Regions from separate parts of the Sus scrofa genome. Here all the other regions are linked to region 1. A link is a contact called in public Hi-C data. All regions are on one chromosome and are shown on one strand. The core of a region is the stretch at or near the end of the contact, and the rest is flanking DNA. Distances in the headings are between cores, read along the strand shown. Region 1 has its middle 180 kb from the start of SOBP. Region 2 overlaps SCML4 (sex comb on midleg-like protein 4). Region 3 overlaps LOC102159995 (a long non-coding RNA gene).

Region 1 (5,060 bases), core at 769-3,268:
TCCAGACCTCTGGGACCGGATCACGCTCATTTTCCTCACCCGTTCCTCACATGCAGGCTTGGGCCAAACCGGCAGTCATGAACCCTCCAAAGGAGGGTAACCCTGGCTAATCTTCATGGACATTTATCCAACATGTCCTACGTGTCATTTTGGTTGTGTTATTTTATTTATGCCTCACAACAACCAACAGTCATTGCTATCATGATTCCCATTTTACAGATGTGGAAGCTAAGCATACAGAAGCTAAGGAAGGCAGAACCTGCCACTGGTTTGGGAGGTTGGATACCTAGCCCTCACTAGCACACTCACATTTCGGCTTCCCTCTTGTGGATGGATGGACGCCTGAATGCATGAACGAAAGAGCATTTAATTGAGTACCTGGCATGAGGCTGAATCTTACAACAATCACTTCCACAAATGTCATCTCATCTTTGAGCATGACTGGAGCATCAACCCTGGAAGTGACGTGGAGGAGCACACAGTGGTTCCATTCTCCCGATTGGAGGAGTCAGTTGCCCACATCTTCACCTGACCTCCCTTCAACTCCTGTCTTGAATGAGAGCCCTTCTTGGCAAACACTGCCGACCTTGTGATCCAACAAACAGGAGTGTTCAAAGGGATTCACTCCAAAGCTCTTGATGGTGCTTATTTCCATCCACGTGCTTTCCTTTGACAGCCTGGGAGCAAGGACCGGGGCTGATTCACTTTTGCATTCCCTGCGAGCACCTGGCACGCAGCGCACCCTCCATGCTGAAGGGCTGAGATGTTTGGCAGGTCGATCCCGGCCGCTGTGCCTCCCCTCGCTGTGGGAGCAGGATCGGTTGAGGCCCTTAGATCTCCTCCACCACCTGGGTGTCTTCAGAACCCCCTTTCCCATTTCCCGCTCTGGGCTTCCCTCGAGAGCATCTGAGCAGCAGGTGAGGGGCCATCATACCCTTACTTTTGCAGAGAAGGCCCTCACGGGGAGCCTCAGCTGGTCGGGGAGAACAAGGAAAACCCCTCATCATTTCCCATCTCCTGTTTTTCATGCCAACGCCTCACATTCCATTGAAATATTCCATATAAATTCATTTCTGGCATTGGGAAGGCTTGAAAAAAGAATGTGTTTGGGAAAGGCTGGTGTTGGAGCGAGTGAGCTCTGGAAGATGTGCCCTTCGACCTTGATCAAGAAAGGGAAGGTCAGGGCTGAAGCATTTTTAGCTAGAACATTTAGACAATGGGGGTATTTCCCACCCTCGCTTCTTTCTAGGTTTATTTAAACAAAAGGGAAAGATGACTACAAAATAAAAACAATGAACACAATCATAGGCAGAAAGAAGGTTTTATAAAACAATAGCACCCATCAGGGGTCCTTGAGATTATGTGCTACCCAGCACCCCGAGCCCCCAGCCCACACCAAGACCTCCCTCCCTGGTCTCAGCCCTTTGCCTCACTATATCCCCTTCATGCACAGTAGCTGGATTAGGGCTCAGGACCTAAGGCCAGGAATGCAATAAGATACTTTTATACCTATTGATCCTTTAAAAAAGAGTTTGTTTTCATGAAACTTTAATTCTTCTTCTTTTTTTTTTTTTTTTTTTTTTTTTTAGCTTTTTAGCCTAACTGCTACACATTTTATCCCTGTTCTTTGTGAAATGCTAATCCAGCCTGGGGTTTTCATTTTCCGGGTGTTACTTTTCAGAAATTGTATATCTGCATAGCAACCCAGCAAGGGCTGCCTATGTCATGGTATCACATGTCAGAAAGATGAAAAGGACTCCAAATCTCAGCTCTCCACAAACTTGGCCCTCCCATCCTAGGGCAGAGAGCTTCTTGGCCTTAATAGAAATGGCAGGAGAGCCATTTCAGGGCCAGAGAGGTGCAAACTTTTATCTTGTTGATGACAGAAAACGACACATGACCTCAGCTCGGCTCAGTGGGGACGAGCAAACCAGAAACAAAGGCCGTATTTTTCTCTGCTCTCGTCTCTGCTGTCAGCTTCCAAGTGCAACCTGAGCCTGGATTCCGAACCCAGTGTCCAGATTAGAGATTGTTGACTCAGATTTAGTGGTGAAACGTGAGCCCAACTCTGTTGATGGCAGGCCTTGAAGGAGCAAGTTTACTTAAGCCAAGAGAGATTGTATGTCAGACGAGAGCCTGGCTTCTCTTTATCACAAACTTCCTGATCTGCCTCTGTTTTAATAGTTTCCACCACCACTACCAAAGAAAGACAGCGAAAGAGAGACAGAGACAGAGGGAAAGAGACAGAGAGAGAGAAAGAGAGACAGAGACAGAGAGAGAAAACAGAGATAGGGAGAGAGGGAGCATTGCCCTGAGTTCCATCTCCTCCGTGTCATAAATCAGGAAATTAACAAGTGTGTAACCGGCCTTTGCCACAGTCAAAGACAATGAGCTTTTTGTGTTCCTTACCGTGGCCAGCACTTAACATAATCAATGGAGAGCTCCACTCAGAAAGGATGAAAAATGGGGGCCTGATCTTGCCTTTTAAAGGATCTTTCCCGATACTCAGGCACATGGCTTTTATGAGGCTCAAATATGGCTTAGAAACTTGCCTTTTCGTTCCGAGGGCAGGTCATTAAGAGAAATCATTATATCGCTTTCCCTGTCTCTGTCTCTCTCCGTTTTTTACTTTGGCACCTTCCCGGCTTTTCCTTGGCTTCTGATTTCATCCCTCTTTTAGATTCTCTGTGCCTTCAGTAATTTATGTGCAAGATATTTTCCCAACCTCCAAATGTTTTTCCATTTGGCAAACCGTGTCCCAAAGCTTCCACACAATGTAACTGTAGAGTTCATTTATACTAGAAAACATAAGCTTGGTTAATGGAAAAGCCTAACACGCTGATGTCAGTGACCCCGGGTGCAGGGCCCCAACACAGACGATCTTCCAGGCCACCCCTGGGGATGCACAGGGGGTGGGGGTCGGGGAGGAGTGTCTTTCCCAGGTTGCCACAGATGCTTGGCTTCAACCCTCCTTGTCTCCGAAAAGGAAAGAATTCCTTCCAAGCCCCTTTCTCGTACAGTTTTTGGAAGCTTCAGGGCACCATATGGAGGAATCATTTCATGATCCTCCTGATGGCTTTTACGTGAGCAGCTATAAATTGGACAGTTTCCTGCAGGTCTGATATCCCTACGGTACCTGCTGAGGGTTGTCGGGAATCATCACTGAAGATGTTAGTCCTGTGCTGTTCTTGATAGGAGAGAAAACCCAGGCCCCTCCTGGCCGGGGACAATGTTACTTTGGGAAGCGGACATGGGGGTGGGGCAAGCCACAGAGGCCTTTCCAACTGGTCACAAGGAGGTGCTTGCTTGCTTGCTTGCTTGCTTGCTTGCTTGCTTTTCTTTCTTTCTTTTTTTTTTTTTTTGGCTGCCCCCAGGTCATATGGAATTCCCAGGCCAGGGATTAGGTCCAGATCCTAGCCATAGATGAGACCTAAATTTCAGCTGCAGCAACACTGGATCCTTAGCCCACTGAGCCAGGTCCAGGATCAAATCTGCATCTCAGCCATCCCAAGACGCCACCAAGCCATGGCGCCACAGCAGGAACTCCACGAGGGTGCTTTGCTCCACCGGTGACTTTTTCATTCCAAATCATGGATTTAGGACAGAGGTGGGAGTTGAGGCCCCACCAGTGCAGGACTCCTGGGCTTCTCCCAGGGCTCTCAATACTCTGTTGGCCAGGCTGGGCCAACTGGTGAGATACAGTTGAGGCTGATGGGCTGGGTTTATGTCCAGTCACTCACAGGGCATATCTAGACAGCCCTTTGGCTTCTGAAAGATGAGCTCTATTCATTGAGTAACTGGCAATTTTTTCTAAACAGTTGCAATGATACAAACTCCTTGCATTTTACCTTTCATTAATTTTTTAATTTATTTTTTATTATAGTTGATTTACAATGTTCTGTCCATTTCTGCTGTATAGCTAAGTGACCCAGGCATATATATATATATATATATTAATATATATATATATATATATATACATTCTTTTTCTCTCCATCATGCTCCATCACAAGTGACTAGATAGAGTTCCCTGTGCTATAGAGCAGGATCTCATTGCTTCTCCACTTCAAATACAATAGTTTGCATCTACTAACCCCAAACTCCCAGTCCATCCCACTCCCTCCCCTCCCCCCTTGGCAACCACAAATCTGTTCTCCAAGTCCATGAGTTTGTTTTTTTTTCCTGTGGAAAGGTTCATTTGTGCCATATATTAGATTCCAGATTTAAGTGATATCATATGGTATTTGTCTTTTTCTCTCACTTGCCAGAGTGGCTCACAAAGTGCTTTCTCTCTTGATCCAATACTGTTGACTTAATAAGCCAGTCAAAGGCAAGAAGTCCTAATAACGATAAGACTGTAGGCGAGTCTTTTTAGGGTACTTATTTTGCTCGAATAGCGTTTTCTTAACTCACTGAATTTCTCTGGCCCTCTGGGTCAGTGCCTAGAGGGCAGAAGTTGGTTAATATCTTCTACAGAACCACCCATGAATGAGGCACCGAGCCCTTAAATTGTTTCCCAAGCAAGTCCCTAAAAAAAAATAAAAAAATAAAAAAATAAAAATCATAGTACTAAAAATTGGTTGGCTCTAGGAACTCATTCCCTCAGATGTATTTTTAGGCTTTTGTTTATCTTTCTTGATTGATAAAGTAATTATCAAAATGCGTTAGAAAATAATAGCCAACTGGTGAGAAAAGGAACAGTTGGAGGAGGCAAAGCAATGGAGGAAAAGCATGCACAGATTCTACTCCAGGCCTTCCAGCGAAACTCCATGAAAATTCATCTTCTCTTTTGCCTTTTCCTTCCTGGGAGGCTGATCAGGGCTCTGGCTTGATAAAGCCTCTCCATCACAGGGTAGCTAATTAACTCCTCCAGAGAGGCTGCGCTCATCCTCCCTCCCCCAACCCCTCTCCCTTCCTCACCTTTCCTCCATCCCTCTCCACTCTGGAGTCTGCCACAGGCCAACCAGAACCCCAGCAGATGTTTGTGTTTTATGAGCCAAATGGGAGCCTGAAGGATCAACCAAATACCAGCCCCAGTGAGAGATGGAACTAGGCCATCT
Region 2 (5,060 bases), core at 1,617-4,116, 120 kb after region 1:
GGACAGACTGCATGGGCAGGACCTTGAGGAATGGAATGAAAAAGCAGAGATCGGGTGCAAGCATGACAGGGCTGGAGGCCGGTGACGAGGGGACGATGGGAGGCAGGCAGGGGGCAGGATGGTCTAGCCACGGAGGGAAAGGCTACCTGTTAATTCTCTATTTCTCTCTCCACCACCTCTTCTTCCCACAGGGCATCTGAGCTAGTGGAATGAAGAGAACAGAAAAGAGGAAGCAAAAGACGCACGGAGACAGGAAGGAAGAGTGAAATGGAAAGTAACAAATAATGAGGAAGGAGAGCAGAGTGATGCTTATGCGGCTCAGAGGAGGAGCTATGGGCCCACAAGAGAAGAGAATGAGAACATATCTAGACGCGGTCAGACGGCAGGAGTGGCAGAAACTAGAAATCATAAAACAGAAGACTGAGGAGCCCACAGCCCCACTGGCCTTAGCTGTAAATGCCTTTGCAAGTCAGGTGGACGCCAACCTCCTCTTCCAGATGAGGAGATGGGAGTTGGGGGGTTGTTTCTTCGCACTGCACCATAATCCGCCCCAGCAGAGAGGAGTAGAACAGGTGGGAGATGCTGCGGAGAAGGAAGTGAGTTGTCCATACGCCCCCTAAGGCTTCTTGCTCCCAGTCCTCTGGCATTCCAGGGTCCTAGGTACACTCACAATACCCTGCACTTACGATGCCTAAAGATACAGCAATGAGATTACTTTAAAATGAACGTGCTGAATGTTCATCCAAGTGACACTGCCCTTCAAAGTAGCCTATGCCTTGCTGCTCCTCATCCTGACACCTGCCTAGTACATATAAGTTAACAATGAAGTATGGCTGTTATTGCTCAAACCATCTGACCCAGTAAGGAAAACAGACAAGGAAAAGACACATGAGCAAGGAGACACACTGTTTACATCTCAAATGGGATACCTCTGTTGCTCATCAGACATGATCCCAGTGACTTTGGCTCAAAAAAAAAAAAAAAAAAAAAAAAAAAAAAAGAAATCCACCCTCAGGTGACGATAGCTTTTCCACTTTGAAAAGAATGTGTTCTAGCCCTTCTAAAGACCCCCAAAAAGATGCACTAGAAATATTCTAAGCAATGACAATATCCTTGGAACATGTGCTCAGGCTTTTGAGGTGAATACTTTGAAGGTGAAACACTCAAAGTTTTGGTGTGGTAGTGAGAAAAAAATCAGTCATATGATTCTATTCTTACCACTCCTATGTAACCATTTGGGGGGGGTGGGGAGGGAAAAGCCCCTGATCTTTTCTTTTCTTTCTTTTTTTTTTTTTTTTGCTTTCTAGGTCCACTCCTGTGGCACATGGAAATTCCTGGGCTAGGGGGCGAATCTGAGCTGCAGCTGTCAGCCTAAGTCACAGTCACGAGTCTTATCTGCAACCTCCACCATGGCCCATGGCAGTGCTGGATCCCTAACCCACTGAGAGAGGTCAGGGATGGAGCCCACATCCTCGTGGATGCTAGTTGGGTTACCACTACACCACAACAGGAACTCTGCCCCCGATCTTTCTGAATCTGTTTTCAAGGATGGAGATGGGAAAAGAGTGAAGAGAATGGGGAAGGCCTCTTGTGGGCTGGGCCCTCCCAGGCGTGCTACCATCAGCTCTAGGACACAGTGGCCTGTGGGGAGACCCGGCACCCACCTATCCTCTGCAAGGTGAGTAAGGCAGTGGGAATGAGGGCTCATGGAAAGTGCTCTCTGCCTCTTGGAGACACTTACCACCACTCTTAGGCAGTGAACCAGCCCAAGGAAACCCTACTCATTGCTGAGAGGCGCCATGGATTGCAAATGAAAAGGAGAAGGTGTCTTAAAAGTAAAGCTGTAAAGAATCCGTTGCTGCTCTCTAATGTCTGCAGTAGAGCAGGAGGCCATTCAAGACAAAAAGAGGAGAGCGACACGCAAGGTGCTGAGACTGTGGGGTTGACCTCCTCGGGTGTCTGGGGAATCAGAGAAAGGCCTCATCGCTTTTGGTCTGTCCCTTCAGCATGCCTCCTTTTGGTAAAGGTATGGGGTCCAAAAAGAAACTAGCGGCTTTTTGAAGAACATATGGAAACTAGTCAAGCATTCGTTCATTCCATCAGCCAGTGAATAGTAATGAGGTGCCTTATTGTGGCAGGTGCTGTGTACAGTGCAGGATAGTAGCTACTTTTTCCAAGGACCAAGACTTAAAATATTTTCAGAGAATCTGCTCCATAATCCAGAATTTTACCTAAGTAAACTATATAAACTACAAGTTATGTGAACTTTGGGGTTTGATTTCTACATCATTGCTAGATAGTTCTTCTGAATAAGAACGCTCTAGAGAGCAAAATCTCCTCTGCAATCCCTTTTCAAACCTTTCCCAACTCCTTGTTTGTAAATACACATTCACTGGGGCATGTATCCATAAGCACACCGACTTGGGCTTGGCGTCATAAACTGCATAACTTGCATAAATTCACAACAGACCATGTTTACTTTTCTACCATCAATGATAACTTGTTTCTGTCTCAGCTAAAGCTCTTAGTTTATTATATTACCGGTGAGGACGATGAAGAGATAGGGCCTCCACGTCTCAGAGCATCTTCTTCAGTTAATGAGGCACAGGGACTTAATGATATTTATTCCCACAAGCTTTCATAACTCACATGCTTATGTGACCACAGCCAGATTTACAACTACACTGAAGATCCTGCCAGGACACCCTTTGTGTATGTGTGTGTGTGTGTGTGTGTGTCCACAAGAGTTTCAATCGTTTTTCATGACGGGGCTGATTAATCTGATGGCCATGACCTATTTGAGTCCTACATTTACACTGTCTGCTCCTCTACCCTGATGCGGTGGAGCTGGGATCTACTCGTTGATGTCAGTTTGTATTATAGGCGTGGTGACTGCCTGGACAAGCTCTGTTAAAAAGAGAAAGACTGCAGAGTTGGCTTCATCTCAAGCATCTGTGATTCACAGACATCTGTGTCTCCCTGAGAAATAACTTTTTCACAACCAGAGCTGTCCAACAAAGAAATAAGCCACTTCCTATGGGAGTGAATGCCCCCTAATGGGAAGTGGTCAGGCAGAGCCATTTCTCAGGGCTGTGGGGAAGGTGCTCCAGTGCTGCATGGGGAGGTAGAGCCTTCCTGAGATTTGGGGGTGCCACGCTTAGGATGGAGGTAGCCTCCGGTCACACATGCTTACTGAAAAGTGACACTCAGGGAGGGTCTGCGATTTCATAGTGAGCTGTTTGGAAAAGCAAAGCGTTGGTTGTGTTCCAAAGTAGGATCCAGTAGATGTTTGTGTTGGCCTTTGCAACAAGCATCTAGTACATGGAACCAACTCTAAGGCTCGGGTCATGCAGTCGAGCTACAGAGCAGAAGAAGGGTGGGCTGGCAGCCCAGAGCAAGTCTCAGTGGTACATTTAGACCCTCTGGATGGAGAGATGCCCCATCATTACTTAACCAACTGCTGAACAGCTCTTGGCCTCGGATGGCTCGCTCCCAGCCTCTCCATATCAACTCTGGATACAGCACCCTGACCTGGAGGAAGCTGTCATTTTTCAGCTCTGCTTGCTGTCTTTTCCTCTGGAGGAAATCAAGCTCAATGCCAAGCATGAGGAGAACCCCAGGCTCTTAAGGATTTTAAGAGCACAGGTCTGGGGCCCTGCTTAAGAAAGCAGGGAGTGAAGAGAAGCAAACCCTCCTCCAAAAATATGTTTTTGCCCAGAACTGCTTCTAACTCAGGGGAATTTCCTGCAGCTCGGGAGAGCCGGAATGAGCCTTCTTCTCAAGTACAGATTTGGTGAAGTCCATGTGTGATAATACCACTGTAACCACAAAGGAATTTACCACAGGAAGTGTCCCAGCTGTTGCTTATTAGCATTAGAACAAATTACACAAAGCAAATTGTTAGCAGACCTGTTTCCATAATATTTAACTGGTGGCAATAAATAAGAGGGATTCTCTTTCAAGCAAATGCTAGATTTCCAAAGATCCAGCTCCCAATCGTCTGTGGGGGAAGCCTCTCTGATTAGAACAATAGTTGGAGGGAAGGGCACCCTGAGGCCGAGGCTTCCAGAGCTCCCCCACCCACCCATCCACCCACCCCAGGCAGCACAGCTGGGAGCTCTGGGAGACCAGCCGCTGGGGTGACAGCGCAAGATGCAAACAGGACTGTTCATACCTCTGGATGGCTGACCATCTGCTGGGCTCACCGTTGCGGTTCTCAGCATGGTTTTCTTATGCCATGTGGCAAGGCTACTCCAACTACGCAGTTCTTGGAGTGTGTTTGTGACAAACAAAAGACCACAGCCACAGATGGGTGTTCATCCCTCTCCTTAACAAAATATTGCTGTTTCAAAAAAATCAACTATTCCTTCCCAACCACGTCTTGTTATCTGAAGTTTAAAAAAAAAACGTTGAGTCCCATCTCCTCATCCTCTAAGCCCATCAAAGAAGGTTGAAAAAGCACTGGGTCGGGACGAACATCGGACAGCACTCACCTTCTGCTCACACGTATGGAAACCTGGCTGGTTCTTTAGAAAGAAAGCAGACCATCTCCATCTCTCAAGACCTTCTGGCAATGACTAAATTCGAGGCCCTGGTTACTTCTGGGCATTTCCAATGATCTTCACAGCTATGGAAAAATTCTTGTAAAACAATCTCAGAAAATAATAAAAAAATATAATTTTAGTTTTAAAAATTCCACAGAGCACAAAAATACAAAAACAAGGTATTGGAGCTTATAGGGCCTTCTAGAAGAGGTGCTGACTTAGCTTCCTAAGACGTCATAGTTTTGTTTTCCCTTCCTTCCTGTTTCCTTCTCATGCACACCAACCTCAGCTCAATATTCCTTCCCAGTCTATTTTAATATCCTATTTGGTTCTCTGGAGGAGCTCCCAACTCCTTCTCCTGCTGTAAAGAGAAATACACGGCAACTCTGCTGAAGGGAAGTGATGGGAGCGCAGTGTAACTCTGGCGGGCACGAAACCGGGCGATCTCTGTTCAGCAGTACCCCTTTCAGGCCTGTTCCCTTGGTCACACGAAACAGAGCCTCGGCAGGCTGGACG
Region 3 (5,060 bases), core at 1,893-4,392, 98 kb after region 1:
CCTAAATCGTAACAGTTGGGAGCTGGAAGTGACTTTACTGTTCATACCATTCAATGCACCTATTTCTGCACCTAAGGGAACTGAGACATGGAGATGGGCTGAGTGACTTGGCAGGTGGCTAGTGAGGGGCAGTGTCAAAGGTGAGAACCTGGATCTTTGGGAACCTCAGTCTATTGCTCTTTCCAGTGGCCACCATGGCAGTGGTTATTTAAAGCCAATTACGGCTTTACTGTCTTGATGTGTGTGAGTTGTGTTTCACAGATGTGAAGCTCAGAGAAGATTAATGGTAAATGTTTAACCGTGGACTCTATGGAAAATACAATATGTCCATTTACATATGTACACACGTTTGTTATATATTTTGCTGATACAAAGGATGTGTAGCACACAACTTACAAATAATATACAACACCCTTTTGTTATAAATTCCTTACAGCCAGTTGTTTCTTACAGGATGCTTTTGTTGATTTGGCAGAATTCTTGTCCCTGTACCTGGTAGCGATTGCTGAAGGAGTGTTCAGTGAGATTTTCTTGTATGATAACAAATAGGACAAAAGCAAAACCACAAAGACACAGGTTGGAACTGCGCTTATTCACCAAAGATTGGAACGACTATTTTTCTTAATTAGGTAGTAGTCTTCAAATAAAGGACAATGTTCCCTCGAATTTTTGTGCTATTTGCAACGTAACAGCCATAGATAGGACACAATTTTAAGTTTAATCTTCACTGTTAATAATTTTCCATCTTTTTTTTTTTTTTTTTTTTTTTTTTTTTTTTTTTTTTTTTTTGTCTTTTTGCCTTTCCTAGGGCTGCTCCTGAGGCATGTGGAAGTTCCAAGGCTAGGGATCTAATCAGAGCTGTAGATGCCAGCCTACACCAGAGCCACAGCAATGCGGGATCCAAGCCGCGTCTGCAACCTACACCACAGCTCATGGCAACGCTGGATCCTTAACCCACTGAGCAAGGGCAGGGATCGAATCCGCAACCTCATGGTTCCTAGTTGGATTCATTAACCACTGCACCACGACGGGAACTCCTCCATTACCTTCTTATGTCTAGACAATCAGCAAAACAAAAAATCAAGCCCTGGTGTCTAGCATGTGCTGATTTCCGTGGTATAAATATTTTCACCATGATCAATTTACTGATAGGGCGATGTCATTGAACTCAGAGTTGGCAAGGCATGTGCAGTGGCTCCTCATTATATGGTATTTCCACTCTTTGGATAAAGAGATGCGAATAACCCCAAGATCATAGATAATATTTAATGTGGTAAAATAACTGAGGAGTGATAAGTTTTGAGCATTAATTATTTTGTTTTAACATTATGCATATAACTATAAAGTGTATAGCTTAATTATTAATAATGTCTATATGTAACAATGGTTCATAAAATTCCTGAAAAGTGAGAATGAGCTCTTGTGAGCAGATAGAAGCAGCCTCCAGGGAACCACTACAGACAGAATATAGAAGGGAAGGTGCTTTGCTCCTCCTCAGGGTCTGCCCCAGGCTGAGGCCACCCAGACTCCGGCTATCTGTGTTCGAAGGCCTGGACAGATTGCATGCTGAAGGATAGAGGGCAGATTTCAGAACATGGATCAGATCCCATGTAGCAGGTAACTAAAGGTGGGGCTGATTTTTTTTTTTTTTAAGGCATCTTTCCAAAAACTCCAGAAAGTAAAGTTTTAAATATTAGAGAGTGAAGGAAATTGAAAGGAAAAGGGGGAACAGAGAAAGAGAAATAAGGAGAAAAAGAGGCTATTTAAACCTCCTTTCTTAAGAAAGTAATGAGCTGATGCAGAATCCCAGGCTTTCGGAAGCTCCCAGGGCTCTCCCACGTGTGGGGCTGGGCACTCCCTCCGTGAGGACTTGACCTCTCCTTGCTTTGGAAGGAGAGGATGAGATTACCAGAGCTTTGGATCCATTTTTGGATCAAATGAAAACGTCAAGCTGATCCTTCGCGTGTTCCTCTCCTCTTACAGATGCTGGCCTCACTGTGGGGGTGGGGCTTCGGAGCTCTAAAGGTCCCCGCGGATCCTAGGACTGGACGGAAAGTCACATGCTGCTCACAAGGCCCGCGGGGCCCCTCCTGACTTCTGTCAGCAGCACCCTCTCTGCACCTGGTCACCTCATCTTTTCAGACAACTTCAGTGTCACCGCCTCCAAGAAGCCCTCAGGGATGAAGCCCGCAGCCATCACTCACTCTCTCCTCTTTCCCCCACCGCATTTGTTGTCCTTTGCTAGAGCTTTTGTTCACTCAGCTATGTTCCAAGCAGGACTGTGGGCTCTTTGAAGGAAAAGATCTACTATGTGCCTGGTGCATATAGATCTCCATAAATCTTGGATCCCACCTCACCTTGTTTAGGGAGTTACTTGATCTGTGCATAAGAATCACCTGAAGAATGGACTAAAGTGCAGACTATCAGACCTCAGAGCAGTAATATCAAAATCTGGGTTTTTAATAAGACCATGTGACTCAGATGTACCTATGTTCACAAGCCACATTTTAAGAAATACAGATTTATTCAGTCTTTTCATTTTATAGGTAGGGAAACAGGAGCTAGAGTTTAAATGATCTACTTCAGGACCCATAGCTACAGAGTGTAATGGTGCTTTGAAATAGAACTGTCTGAAATTCTTATTAAGTGAATCACACAACCACACAGTTGATTACTATGATGAATATTTATTAAAAATACCTTGATCTAAAATCATTGCACACTACATCTTAAAACACTGATGGACTCTCCAGACTTAGATGCCTCCACTAGAAGCATGTGCCAACAGATAATCAAAAGGCACCCCTTTCCTATTACTTTACTGTCTCCTGAGAATTTGAAGTGTTTTCTTGCTGACATGGGAACAAGTCCCCCAATGACTTCTGCCTCTAAATTTGCCACAGTGTTTGTCACTAGAGGCCATCTGCCAGAAGCTCTATTTCCAGCAGTGTGTCTTCTGCCCACTTCTGATGCTCATGGTTTGCCCCAGCAGACACAGGGTCCCAAGCAGATCCAGCTTTCCGGTGTCCGGTTCTGGCCTATTTTTACGATCAAACCCTTGTTTCGTCTGTCGGTTGGTGAGTGCCATGTGTGCTGGTTACTGCCTTGGGCAGCAGGTGCCACCTACAGGGCCCTGTGACCGCTGCTGTGACTTGGCAGGAGCTGGGCAGCCCAGGCCTGAGGAAGCTCTGAAGTCACCCACTGAGGGTTACACCAGCCCCTAAGCAGCCCTGGCACCGAGGGTTCAGAGGAAGGGGTTGTCAGGGGAACCCGAGAAGGACAGAAGAAAGATCGCTCTGGTCCTAGCATTCAGCTTCCTTTCTTGGTGTGATTCCGAAGGGAAATGGACAGGCGCTCTGTTTCTTGACCACAAGGTGGCAGCAGTGGGCTGGCCAGGTGCCCGCTCCGTGAGCAGCTCTGCGAGGAACGCCCAGCACTCAGAGAAGGTGTTTGTTGTTGGCTGCGCTTTAAAATTCCTTTCACTTTTGTAGGGGCACAAAGGTTAAGTTACCAAAAGCCCCTCCCTCGATCTTTCCAGTAGACTAACCACATCCTCTCTCTGCCTTCGGGTGAATAAAGCGGCCCTTGGGGACTGATTGACCAACCCGCAGCTTGAAGAGATCGAGGCAGGTGGGATCGCAGGGGAATACGCCCAGAAAACAATGAGGTACAGAATGTGGAGACTGAAGAGCCCGGACAGCTATTTTTAGAACATCTGGACAGGAGTTCTGACTCGTTTGCTTACTAGATGTGAATTCTGGGTCTGGGTTTGCTTCCCCATCTGTAAAACGCCACATTCCCCATTTTTCACATGGCAATAGTTACGGGGTCATTCTGTGGCTCAAAGGTGACAAATTGATTTGCAAATCGAAAGGTCCCAGGTACCCAGGGGTACGGTTGTTGGGGTTCAACTTTCCACTGCAGCTGTGTCACAGAGCTTCCTTCAGACTGAGGAGGAGAAGGAACCTCTCCTAGTGGATCACTGGAGTCTCCTGCATGAGCTGCCTGCCGTAAACTCTGGATCTGGCCTGACAGAGTCATCTTCCAACGAGATTCTTCCCGGATGCCTTTCCATGGCATGTTTCCAAGCAGAAAGCTGGCAGTGACTGCTCCCTCTTCCTCCTCTGAGCCTGCTTTTCCATATTGGAAGAGGATGAAATTCACACTTCAGAATGTAAGTTTTTCCTGCAGAACGCTATCCCCAATGGTGGAGTGATGGAGAAAAATATTAGATGAAGTCAGGGGATAACTGAGTAACATACTGATTTATAAACTCATGGAAAGAAATGAAGGCTTTTTTTTTTTTTTCCACTGCTGGGGTTATTTATGATGTCCTCGCTGGCCAGATCCAAGGGTTGAAGAGGCTTTGGTTCCTGAGCAATAGAAATGGCAGGAACCAATTTTCTTCATGGCTCCTCTTTCAAAAACACAGAACTCAGTTGATGTTGAAATATATCTCAGTCTTAAGACTCCCTGCTCATCACCTTATTGGGGTGAATAGGGACTGAGACCAAGACCCCATCATCTTGGGATGATGGCAAAAAGGAGATGAGACTGTTGTCACCAGTCATTGCTCTGTGGGGCTTTTCCTGTGGCCCATCCCTCAGTGGAAATGAACTACTCTGGAAATATCCCATGAAAAACTCTGATGGGATTTTGATCATAATTTTACGAAGTTATATATTAATTTGTAGGAAAGTGGCATTTTTATAACATTTTCTTTCCATAAACATGGTACATCTTTCCTTTTATTCCATTTCTCCTTTATGTCTTCCAATATAAAATTTTGCTTCTTCTTTTTTTTTTTTTGGCTTTTTAGGGCCACACCCAAAGCATATGGACATTCCCTGGCTAGGGGTCAAATCAGAGCTGCAGCTGCTGGCCTACACCACAGCTCACAGCAATGCTGGATCCTTAACCCACTGAGCAAGGCCAGGATCAAACCCACATCCTCATGGATACTAGTTGGGTTCATTAATGGCCAAGTCACTGACGGGAACTCCAAAATTTTGTTTCTTCATAAAGATCTTGTACATATCTTATGTTAGATTTATTCCTAC

Evidence for each region. A called contact is a pair of places that touch in the nucleus more often than the background predicts.
Region 2: a contact with region 1 is called in a Hi-C map of fetal skeletal muscle, with 2.8 times the contacts expected there. The contact joins two enhancer-like sites. A contact is called at or near these places in 13 of 47 Hi-C or Micro-C datasets (alveolar macrophages, brain, embryonic fibroblasts and 5 more) and 1 of 2 datasets of contacts at active chromatin or transcription factors (skeletal muscle).
Region 3: a contact with region 1 is called in a Hi-C map of skeletal muscle, with 4 times the contacts expected there. The contact joins two enhancer-like sites. A contact is called at or near these places in 1 of 5 promoter capture datasets (liver), 7 of 47 Hi-C or Micro-C datasets (embryonic fibroblasts, psoas muscle, skeletal muscle and 1 more) and 1 of 2 datasets of contacts at active chromatin or transcription factors (skeletal muscle).

What each region holds. Positions count from the first base shown.
Region 1 is chr1:73,727,328-73,732,387 of Sscrofa11.1, forward strand. No RefSeq gene overlaps it. Among named protein-coding and RNA genes, the nearest start is that of SOBP, 180 kb to the left of the region's middle. Within about 2 kb of position 2,019, at least 10 of the 83 cell types and tissues checked have an H3K27ac peak or open chromatin away from gene starts, as enhancers often do. A contact at or near this core is called in fetal skeletal muscle and skeletal muscle, where this site is marked.
Region 2 is chr1:73,841,700-73,846,759 of Sscrofa11.1, forward strand. It overlaps SCML4 (sex comb on midleg-like protein 4), which reads right to left. Exons shown (of 8, transcript XM_021090762.1): 8 at 1-5,060. Among named protein-coding and RNA genes, the nearest start is that of SCML4, 140 kb to the right of the region's middle. Within about 2 kb of position 2,867, at least 9 of the 83 cell types and tissues checked have an H3K27ac peak or open chromatin away from gene starts, as enhancers often do. A contact at or near this core is called in fetal skeletal muscle and skeletal muscle, where this site is marked.
Region 3 is chr1:73,824,404-73,829,463 of Sscrofa11.1, forward strand. All of the region lies in intron 1 of LOC102159995 (a long non-coding RNA gene), which reads right to left. Among named protein-coding and RNA genes, the nearest start is that of SCML4, 160 kb to the right of the region's middle. Within about 2 kb of position 3,143, at least 25 of the 83 cell types and tissues checked have an H3K27ac peak or open chromatin away from gene starts, as enhancers often do. A contact at or near this core is called in skeletal muscle, where this site is marked.